Regions from separate parts of the Mus musculus genome. Here region 1 is linked to region 2. The links are chromatin contacts, called in public HiChIP or PLAC-seq maps. All regions are on one chromosome and are shown on one strand. The core of a region is the stretch at or near the end of the contact, and the rest is flanking DNA. Distances in the headings are between cores, read along the strand shown. Region 1 has its middle 51 kb from the start of 8030423J24Rik. Region 2 overlaps Gm36377 (a long non-coding RNA gene).

What was found. HiChIP or PLAC-seq counts read pairs in DNA pulled down with a chosen protein or histone mark.
Region 1: a contact with region 2 is called in an H3K27ac HiChIP or PLAC-seq map of microglia, with 6 times the contacts expected there. The contact joins two enhancer-like sites. A contact is called at or near these places in 4 of 39 promoter capture datasets (the C10 cell line, cranial neural crest and stem cell-derived epiblast-like cells), 1 of 484 Hi-C or Micro-C datasets (myeloid progenitors) and 1 of 115 datasets of contacts at active chromatin or transcription factors (microglia).

The regions. Positions count from the first base shown.
Region 1 is chr13:70,930,684-70,936,568 of GRCm38.p6, reverse strand. No RefSeq gene overlaps it. Among named protein-coding and RNA genes, the nearest start is that of 8030423J24Rik, 51 kb to the right of the region's middle. Within about 2 kb of position 2,973, at least 9 of the 459 cell types and tissues checked have an H3K27ac peak or open chromatin away from gene starts, as enhancers often do. A contact at or near this core is called in microglia, where this site is marked.
Region 2 is chr13:70,648,340-70,654,104 of GRCm38.p6, reverse strand. It overlaps Gm36377 (a long non-coding RNA gene), which reads left to right. Exons shown (of 3, transcript XR_382634.3): 3 at 2,541-3,519. Among named protein-coding and RNA genes, the nearest start is that of Gm36377, 4.6 kb to the left of the region's middle. Within about 2 kb of position 4,039, at least 16 of the 459 cell types and tissues checked have an H3K27ac peak or open chromatin away from gene starts, as enhancers often do. A contact at or near this core is called in microglia, where this site is marked.

The sequences.
Region 1 (5,885 bases), core at 1,724-4,223, 280 kb before region 2:
GGGCATCCATCAGAACCAAGATAAGCCTTGAGAGCTGGGATAGCCAGGTAGAGACAGAGGAGACGTGACTGTTAAGTGTAGGCCATTATCCACTCTAATTAAGCAAAACTGGGTTCGTCCGCCATAGATGTGACCCAACAGCAATCCAGCAGGGTTGGTTATTGACACTAGCATGCACTCCGTCCAAATGGCAGACACCAGAAGTAGAAGAACCTGGGTAGGAATGTTTTGTCTCCATTTCTCCTTAAGTCCAAATCCTAAATGCATACTACTTTTAGCATTTACTGCCCTGGGGAAGATGAATAATTTGTGGATTAAAATTCCATAGAGTGGAATAAATAGGTTTTGTGACACAACCACCATATGCAAGTTTGAGCCAAAACTAAATAAGTTTAAAATGTAAAATACATTGCCTTTAAAAGGAAGTGTCAGAGATGGGCGTGGTGGCACATGCCTTTAATCCTAGCACACGGGAGGCAGAGGCAGGCGGATTTCTGAGTTCGAGGCCAGCCTGGTCTACAGAGTGAGTTCCAGGACAGCCAGGGCTACATAGAGAAACCCTGTCTCGAAAAACCAAAACCGAAACCAAAAAAAAAAAAAAGGAAGTGTCAGAAAGACGATATTTTATATGCTCTATTCAACTTATCCAAACTGTTAAGATATAGGCTATTTACTTGTTAAAGTAAAAACTAATAAAAGTGATTTATAGTGATTTTTATTAATTTCTAGTTACAAAATAGTTACACTTCTAACTGTTCTTTATGTATATGTTTGTGTATATCTAACTACCACTGCTGCTGCAGTAACAGTCACCCTGCCAGCATTTTCGTCATTGACATTGCAGCAAAGACTTCGTCATCAGAACCACTCTTGGGAAGTCTGTTATTCAATTCCCATCCAGGACAAGGTTTCTGAAAACCTCAACTTGTAAAGAACATGCATTTATTTATTTGAGACTCATGGGTTCAGAGGGTCCAGTCTGTGGTTGCTGGCTCCATTGTTTTGAAGCCAGCCAGGAGTATGTGGTAGGAAACACTGCTGATCTTATGGAAAGCGAAGGCAAGAGAATGAGCCATATATTTTGTCAAGGCCAATGGCTTCACTTCCTTTCACTTAGTCCCACTTCCTAAAAGTTTCACCACATTCGAACAGTACCTGGGACTGGTGAGCAGACTGTTAGCATGTTAGCATGGTTTGGGGAACACTGGAGATCCAAATCACAAAAGGTGAGTTATATGATTAATTCAACTGCCCACTTCAAACATCACTTAGTGTATATCTCATGAATGAAGTAAGAGAAGGCAAGAACCTGCTAGATTTTCTGGGCACAGAAGTGCTGGATCTAGAAATGTCCACAGCAGGCCAGTGCAAGAATACCAGATGATGAACGCCACTAGGAAGTTCTGCTTTCTATAGGTAGCTTAACCATAGTAAGACAACATTCTATAGGCAGCTTGACCACAGGAGGATGATATTCTATAGGCAGTTTGACCACAGTAGGACAACATTCTAACCTTTAGAGAATGAAAAGTCTGGCCCTACTTTTCTCTTTGATGGCCAGTCTGGAAGAGGCTGATGCCATCTCTGTGCTGTGGCAGCCAGCAAGTCCAGAACGGAACCAAGTACGGAGAACCAGACTACCTCTGTGGCATTTTAATATATCCTCGTACACCCAATACTGCAATGCTCAGCAGAAGATAAGAGAGAATCATGCTGTGACTGCTACTCCCAAGGAGCCAAATCCATCCCTCACAAAACATATGTCTAGCAGCTGGGGGAATGCGTTAGTTCAAAGGAAATAATAAAAGGCAGAGGGGGAGAAAGGGTGAATGTGCCCCACCAGTTATTTACTTATAACATATGTTAAGTAACTGTAATATGTTTGTTTTCATGTTCTGTAACTAGGAAATTTTACCTTATCTCCAAAAATGAGAAGACAGCCAAGTCACAACATGTCTTGCTTCTTTCTAAATAAGTCATTTATGAGTGTGGGTGTAATGCTGACTCTGACTGTATTAGCAACAAATCCTGGCTACTTAAAACCAGGGAAATAGCTTCCAGACGTGTAATAGTTAGCAGACTGCTTCTACTTGACTCTGCGAAGTGCCTGTGTGTAAGGCTCAGCGGATGGGAGGGCTCTTTTCAGATTGACAGATGTCTTGAGGAAGTTGGTCTCACTGTTCAATCTCCAAAAAGGCTGCCAGTCTTCAAGGAACACATGTTCTACCCTGACTGAGGAAACTAGTCAAAAGGGAAATCACTTTCTTCCAAGATGAGATCCTATGAGAAAGATGTATTTCAAGTTTGGAGTATAAAGGCATAAATGGCAGATTAATCGCCTCTCCATGAATCTCCTATGCCCAAGCTGTGCACATAACCTGATATTATATTGAGATATTATAATGTGTATGACCTAGGACATTCAGCCACAGGATAAGTGCGCTCAATACGGCAAAATCCAATTCTACTGATTGCTATATTTTTCTCTACATGAAACCTCCAAAGGTTGGGATGCAATTCGACCTAGTTGAAATCTTGAGAGTAGGTTAAGGTCATTTAGAAACAACCTATGAAGTAAGAAGCCTGGTCAGGTGACAAAGACTCTTTGCAATTTAATGACACCCAGGAAGTGATTTCTTATTCTAAGCCAGTGGATCACCCTTTTACCCAGGCTGTAATCAGGAAGGAAGGGTAGAGTATCTTCCTAGAGGAGAAGTAAAATTTTGAAGTAGACACAAAAATAGCTGGAACTATGGACAAACATCCTGAATGAGAGGGCATGCTGTCTGGGGGTCAAAACCATGAGCATGGTTGATGTGTGCTGAATTCTGGGTAGTGTGAGAGAGACAGTCACAATTTCCAACTGGTACTTAAGAAAAATCTATTTTGGGGAAATACACATAAGAACCATATGCTCACTGTCATACAATCAAAAGAAGAAGTAGAAAATTTAGTTTTACCCAGCAGAGGAACTGACATAATATAGTGTTGCTCTGCCCCAGCATCTGGGTCATGCTTTGAGCACTGTGCCCAGTATCTGGACCATGCTCTGAGTTCAGTGCTGGCGATGCTCTGAGCACAGAGCCCAGCAATTGGGCCTCGCTTAGAGCACCTGTGCCCTGCATCTGGGCCGTGTTCTGAGCACAGTACCCAGCATTCGGCCCATGCTCTGAGCACCCAGCATCCAGGCTTCGCTCTGAGCACTGTGCCCAGCATCCAGACCTTGCTCTGAGCACTGTGCCCAGCATCTGGGCCATGCTCTGAGTTCAGTGCTGGCAATGCTGCTCTGCCCCAGCATCGGGTCCATGCTCTGAGCACTGTGGAGACGGTGCAAAATGGCTTGTTCACATTGGCGTTGCTGTAGCCCTGCACCCCAGACTGCCAAATGATAAATATTTGTTAGATGAACGCTGTCTAGGTTGTAACTGTTTGACCCAGGCAATGTCATGATCAAATGGGTGTTTGGGGAGCATTAGTCTGATAGAGTGCAGGTTAGTTGGACCAGAAGTGTGGGAGTGGAGATGAGAAATGTCTTCGGGGACTATTAGAGTGGACTAGTGTGATGACATTTCAGGCAGTCTCAGAACTTAACTCTCCCGTTTCCGTTGCATAGAATGCAGCTTGCGAAAACTGCTCAGCCAACCATTTTTTCCCCAGTTTACGCCCACTCACCTGTGTCCATGTACAATTAACAACTTTTTCTGTATGGCGTTGGAGACTTTTCTGACCAGGTACTAAGGTCTCTCGGTGGCGAGGTTCATTCCGGTAACTATAGTGATTAAGACCACATTCATTCTCCACGTTCTATCATGTAACTCTGGATCACATTAGTGTAGAATTGAATTTCTCCCTACATAATTCCAAAGGAGCTTCACGGCAAATGTATACATCTGATAGCTAGTTCTGTTTCCAGGCCCACAGGAGGCTCGATGCACATAGTTATTTCTACTCCGGGCCTGAGAGTTTGGAGGGAGAAAAGGAAACAAGGGCTGCTATCGCATTATAATCTCCAAAATTACAAGAAGAAGCAACACACACATTCATTGACTGGAAATGTGTTTTCATGTTGCCTACAAGCTCATTCTCCTTCATTCTAGAAACAAAACATGGTGATTTCTGTTTAGTGACCTATAGTCCATCCTTTATCATTTTACGTGGTAAAAGACACTTCTAGATGCCACGGGAGTTACATGAAACACGCACTGGCCTGTACTCCTTCCCAGTCTTCTCTTCTGCCTCTCTCTTGAAGCCAGCCTTCAAGCCATTCGGAAAGGCACATGGATACCCATGTGGTCTCTACTCCCGTTTGATGCTCTGTCCTCTGCTACTGCCTGGTCCTGGAGCAGAAGCCACCTCCTTCATTGCCTCCCAGCTGCCCATCTCTCCATTCTCAGCATAGACAGAAAACCCTCTGCATAGTCCCAGTAGCCAGTGTGTGGCTTGCTTCTATGCCATAACATTTCGAAAGGTTCTGCATAATCAGCCTTATGGACTGGCTTTTGATGATTGTCTCTGTGGATGCATTGGCTTGAGGAGTATGCCTGCCCAGTATAGGTGTGCAGAGGCAAAAAGGGAGGGAGGAGAGAAGGAAGAAGATAACTCCCATCTCATAACTGCCTTCGTGAAAGGGTTAACTACCCTTTCTCTTGCAGGTCATTTGTGCCCATATTTCAGTGACAATCAGGTATGAGATGTGAGTGCCTGACCTCAGTTGGTGGCAATAACATCACAGAGAAACCAACCTCCATGTGACTGGAACGAAGAGTGAAGAGTAGCTGGTAACAGGGTCAAACAAAACACAAGACTGGCTTCCTGATTTAATTGATGAGGCTGAGAAGAGTGGAAACTATTTCTTTCCACAGACAATTGTCATTCACTGAGTGAAAGTTTGAGTCTGGTTTTCATTTATAAATCACAGTATACAAAATAGCATAAACTACACATTCATTTAAAGCAATATATTAAAACCATTTCTTTTTTTAAATTTTTCATTGGTATATTCTTCATTTACATTTCAAATGCTATCCCGAAAGTCCCCTATACCCTCCCCTTGCCCTGCTCCCGTACCCACTCACTCCCACTTCTTGGCCCTGGCACTCCCCTGTACTGGGGCATATAAAGTTTGCAAGACCAAGGGGCCTCTCTTCTCAATGATGACCAACTAGGCCATCTTCTGCTACATATGCAGCTAGAGACACGAGCTCTGGGGGAACTGATTAGCATGACCAAGTAGGCTTCATCCCAGGGATGCAGGGATGGTTTAATATACGGAAATCTATCAACGTAATCCACTATATAAACAAACTCAAAGACAAAAATCACATGATCATCTTGTTAGATGCTAAGAAAGCATTTGACAAAATCCAACACCCCTTCATGATAAAAGCCATGGAAAGATCAGGAATTCAAGGCCCATACCTATACATAATAAAAGCAATTTACACCAAACCAGTAGCCAACATCAAAGTAAATGGAGAGAACCTGGAAGCAATCCCACTAAAATCAGGGACTAGACAAGGCTGCCCACTTTCTCCCTACCTATTCAATATGGTACTTAAAACCATTTCTATAGATAGGAATCCTCATGAAACAGAACCCTTTGGATGCCCACCTTCAAACTCAAGGCTGGCTCCATAATCAAAATTTAAGTTTTCTTCTCAAGTATTCTGAGGTTTTAAGAAAGCTATAGAATTATCAGTTTAAAAATGAGACAAACACACAAGAAAAATATAAAGTTTTGAGGAATATGAATGATGTGTTCCATGACAGTCTAGATAGGTTAAAGAAGCCTGTTGGATCACACGCTGAAGATGTAAGCAAAGAGCTTCAGGAAAGCTGAGCACCATGGAAGATGTCAGGTGAACTAAGGTTTTCTTAGGGCAAAC
Region 2 (5,765 bases), core at 2,790-5,289:
AGTCTGCTGCCAAAATTTAGCCAGCAGGCTGAGCAAACAGGAAGTTTGTTTGGAGGGAAAGTCTTAAAGAGCACATGGTATTTTTTCACATTCACTCAAGTTGGAGTACATTTGTGTATTTGTGTATATGTGGAGTTTTTAACATCCTTTCTATGTGTCATGATAGCTGGTGAGATGGCAGATGTATTAGCTAATTACATTAATCTTTTTACCATATGGGTGTGTATGGGTGTGTGTACCCCCCAAATATACAAGTATTGTTTGTCATTTAACATTTTTAAAAGACAGGAACTGTTTTGAGTATAATAATTTAAATATAGTTCTTATAGAATTGCTGGAAACTAGGCTTCTAGATGAACGTTAGGCCAGACCAGACCAGACCAGGGTGACTGCCCTCTGTTACTCAGGAAGACTGGAGTCAGGAAGAGAGCAGCCACATCCTTCCTGCTCCATTGGCCTCTTTTCCTGTCCAGTCCAAAGCTCTAGCTTCCACTCCTACTGGGGGTTCAGGGCTTTTCTGAGAACTGCTAGATACAGCCAGCAAGACACATCCTGCCCCGTGAATGTCTAATTGCCAAAGTGTAACTTGTATCTAAACAAAAATTAGGTTTTGTTTAAATAATTGACACATAATGAAAATGATGCCTGGGTATAGAGAAGCGTGGTAGTTCTGTGTGACGAGTTGAGTCACGATCAATGCGAGAGAATTAGCATTCCCTTTTCCTTAAATGTGTGTCATTTCTGTATTAGTAAAACTACAGTCCTTCTGTTAGTTTTTATAAAACATATTAGAAATCACTCACTCTCTCTCTCTAATGTTCTACAAGATGCCAGAGAGTTCCAGCTTTGGAGATTTCATTAATGGAAGAGAGAGATGAGGGCAGGGTTGAGAATGGTGTTGCTTGCATCACTTGTCTGTCACCTTAACCCGTCTCTGGAGAAGAGACACAAGTCCACTTTAATTTACTGCCACTGCTCTCTTTGTGACCTGAATTGACTCACCCCAGGTGTCCATTTTCTATCAGGCGCAGAAGACTACTCAAACTCCCTGGCTTTGTCTCCTTCACTGACACTTGCTAATTGCTGCAACTTGAGTTTGGGGGTCCTGTTTGTAGCTACTTAATCTACATAATCTAGCTGAAAGCTAAGGGAAGTTAAACTAGCCTTTTTTTCTCCTTCCTTAATTTAATTACTCATACAAGACCAAACTTTTTCCTCTTTATGTCTCATTTTCATAAAGCTCTTTAAATAAAAGTCAAGAGACATGCAAGCATTTTTTCTAGTGATTTTTTTCTTAGCATGACTTTAATAAGGACATCTTCTGCCCCTATTGTATCAATTCAAAGATAAGTAGGCATGGCTCCAGGTTCAGTTCTCTGTCTCAGAAGCATCCAGGCAAGTCTTAGGCAGGAATTATTGTCTCTATGAGGAAGTCAATTCCAGTGGAAGAGGCAATTTGGCCTTTCCTTCCTCTATGTCCCAGCTCCAAAGAGCAGAGTGACATTCTGTGTAATGAATGAAACAATGAAAGAAATCAGGGTTCACAGTAACCCCCAACCAGACGCCTCTTTGATATTAAAGTCCTGGTTATGAACTTAGTCGCTTAGTAGGGCCAGTGAGATGGCTTAACAGGTACTGGTGCTTGCCACCAAGTCTAGTAACCCGAGTTCAAACTCTAGGACGCACACACACTGAAGGACAAGAATCAACTACAGCTCCTCTTGCCATGACATGCACACACACAAGCATGCAGACACAGGCAAATACACACAAATAAATGCATACATGCATGTTAAAATATTGGTGAAACTAGGAATGCAAGTAGCCACTCACCATCCACATGGTTGGGCTCTATTATCTTCACAAGGTTAAACTCAAAAGTTGAACGAGATAGTCTACACAGGAAGTGATGTGCCCACGCCACTTTCACATGGTTCAAGCTAGAATTCCAAGAGTCAACACAACCTCTTCTCCCTCAGCACACCAATCCTCCCACTCTGCCAGTGCCAATAGTATCTATTCAGACCGGATCCCCTTCCCTCTTGTTCTCCTATGTGGACAGTGGCCAAGTGTCCCCTGACATTTTTTTTTTAAATCTAAGTATACTGTAACTGTCTTCAGACACGTCAGAAGAGGGTGTCAGTTCTCATTATGAATGGTTGTGAGACACCATGTGGTTGCTTGGATTTGAACTCAAGACCGTCAGAAGAGCAGTCAGTGCTTTAACCACTTAGTCATCTCTCCAGCACCCCTCCTACCCTCCCCCCCACCCCCCGGCATCTTCATCACAACAACAGAACAGTCTCTTTCCATCTTGTTTTAGTCAGGGTTTCTATTCCTGAACAAATATCATAACCAAGAAGCAAGTTGGGGAGGAGAGAATTTATTCAGCTTATACTTCCACATTGTTGTTCATCACCAAAGGAAGTCAGGATTGGGAGTCAAGCAGGTCAGGAAGCAGGAGGTGATGCAGAGGCCATGAAGGAATGTTACTTCCTGGCTTGTTTCCTCTGATTTGTTCACTTTGCTCTCTCTTACAGAACCCAAGACTACCAGCCCAGGGATGACACCACCCACAATAATGGACGGAGCTCTCCCCTCTTGATCACTAATTGAGAAAATGCCTTACAGCTGAATCTCATGGAGGCATTTCCTCAAGGGAGGATCCTTTCTCTGTGGTAACTCCAGCTTGTGTCAAGTTGCCACATGAAACTAGCCAGTACACTTCTCTACTGCTATTCCCCTGTCAAATTCCTAGGTCAATCATGTGGACATTGTTCCTGTTATTCGCACATCCACACTATTGATTCCTAAACTTCATTATCTAAAACTTTGCTACCCTAGCATGTGAATGTCTGTCCAACCTGACCTGTGCCCACCTCTTGCCTCAGTTGCTCCATACAAGTATCCATGGCCCCTTACCCTCTCAAGACACTTACAGACTGCCTTGTCTTCAACACACCAAACTACCCCAGACTAGGTTACTGTTCTTGCTCCAACACTTTGTTCTTGTGTGTTTTCCCAGTAGACTTTACTTTTTAAAGGTTTTACCTTTATTTTAAAAAGCAAGTGGAAAGTACAGAGAGGTTTTTCCCATGCACTCCTGTCCCCACCTGTGTGCAGCTCTCTGTGGCAATAACTCCCACCCCATTCATGCTCGTTTAGTAGAAGTTATTGCTCCACATTAGGGTTCATCTGAGAGTTCGACACTCCATGGGTTTCTAAAAGTGTGTATGCCTACATCACAGAGTCAAAAGAACAGCTGCCCTGCTGTGTGATCTCCCTCTGCTCTGCCTCTTGCCCTTCCCACCCTGGTGGGGCCAAAAGCCACCAGCATCCTCATTGACTCTGCAGTTCTGCCTTTCCCAAGTGTCATGGGATCACAGAAAACAAAGCCTTCTTACGTGGGCATTGTTCCTTGATGAATCAGCATTTAAGGCCTCTCCCTCCCCCAAGCCCCTTTAATCACTCGGCTGCTTATTTCTCTTTAATGCTGAATAATATTCCATTGTCACTACATCTTGGAGTTCGTTATTTCGCCTTCTAAAAACCATCTTGGTTCTCCCCCCATGTTTTGGGATGTAAGAGTTTTCCTGATGCTCACACACACGCTTTCCCATACTCCAAACTTTTCAAGCCCTCTGGGTGGATATCAAAACTCACCATTGCTTACACTTTCCGTTCCTCTTCTCCCGGGGTTGTGAGTTCCTTTAGATACCAGCTGGAAAGCTTCCATCAGTTCCTTCACTCACACTTCTTTCAACAACTATTTTTTTGAGTGATTGTCATGTGTGAGGAATGATGTCAGCCCTGGGGACACAGCAGTAAACAGTGAGAAGGTTATCTTCATGGAAGCCCCCACTCCTGGGGAGAGAGGCAGTGAGCAAATGCATAGATAGACATCATCTGCTGGGGATGACAGCTGAGAGGCAGGGACTGGCTGTGTGCCAGGCAGCTCTCTGGCTGGGTAGCCTTGGAGCAGAGGTATGAGTGAGCTGAGGTCAGAGGTCAGGGGAAGGAAGAGAAGCCAGAGGAAATGAAGAGCAGGGCAGAGGTCTTCAGGAAGACGGACACATGCCAGGCAACAGGAAGGGGACACAGCTGTCCAGGAAGGAGAAGACAGGCAGGCAAGAATCGCTGACAGTCTTCTAATGTTGGGGTTTCCTTTCTTAATCCAGGGAAGATATCGCGGACTTACATTTAAGAGTACCTTTGTCTTGATGTGTGTGGCAGATGCTGGGCACTCAGACAGGAGTGGACACTGCTTGTGGTGACGGCAGGGTCAGGGTTGCATGGACTGTTATGCTGGCTGGGCTGCTACCCTGAAAAGCTGGACATGAGTGTTCACATGGGAAAGGAGGGTTGTGTGGGAGGTCTCAACCTCAGGTGCTGGCTATAACTAACAGGAGTGTAGTTGACCTGGGCATGTCAAGTCTGGAACACTCTGACAGAGAATGAAGAGATTTGTTTGTTTGTTTGTTTATTGGATATTTTCTTTATTTACCTTTCAAATTTTATCCTCTTTTCTGGTTTCCCCTCCGGAAAAAAAAAAACCCCTCCCCCACCCCCTCCCCCCTCCTCCTGCTCACCAACCCACCCACTCCCACCTTCTGGCCCTGGCATTCCTCTACACTGGGGTATCGAGCCTTCACAGGACCAAGGGCCTATCCTCTCATTGATGTCTGACTAGGCCATCCTCTGCTACATATGCAGCTGGAGCCGTGAGTCCCACCATGTGTATTCTTTGGTTGGTGGTTTAGTCCCTGGGAACTCTGGGGGTACTGGTTAGTTCATATTGTTGTTCCTCCTATGGGGTTGCAAACCCCTTCAGCTCCTTTGGTCCTTTCTCTAGCTCCTTCACTGGGGACTCTAGCTTGCAAACACTGGCATCATGAGTCTTTTATGGATGCTCTAAGGGATCCTGCATTTTCCAAATTCTCCTAGAAGACTCCCATGAGACACAAGCCTACATCCAGGCTCACAAATGGAGAAAGATATTTCCTCAGATAAGACCAAAGACATCAAAGGGTCATTGTGTGAGGGACAGTGAATGGAATCCATCAGCCCTTGTTTTAGTGGCCACAGAGTGTCAATGTGGGATCTGTCTCACAGTAAGGCCAGCTTAAAGATGTCTTGTTTAAGTCGCAAGGATGTTCCCCACACATACTGAAATACATGGATCACAAACGGGGGCCTCCCTGTGGGAGTAGCTCTTTGGTCCCCTGGAATATTCCCAGAGGCAGCTCCTGGTTATCTTAGTGCTCTGGAGAATTTTAATCCTACATCCATATACGGTATGTAGCAGGAGTGAGGTACACAGTGAGCCCATCGTGAGGAACACAAAAGACCTGGTAAGCAGACAGACAGGAAAGACATCCACATGGCTTGGCTGATGCAAGAAATCAATCAGCCAGCAATATCTTTGACATCTCCAGATGGTGGGGACTTCTTACAGAGAGAGGTGGGACTGGACACAAGGCTTAAAGATCAATGTGAGTGTGTCTGAGAATGGAGATGGATAGTTGGTGACTGGGGCTTGGGAAGATGACGACACCATGCACAAGAGGAGAACTGGAATTGTCAGGAAAAAGAAGTACGTGACAAAGGCCACTTTCTGGGGGTTGCTATTTAACACAACAGCCACCCACACTTTCAAAGGTTTGCCTATGACTTGGTGGGTCTAAGCGTCTCTGATGAGTTTAGGGCGATGCGCCTCCAGTTTCATTTACAGCATGCTTTATAGGTTACAGCTCCAGGCCTGGTGC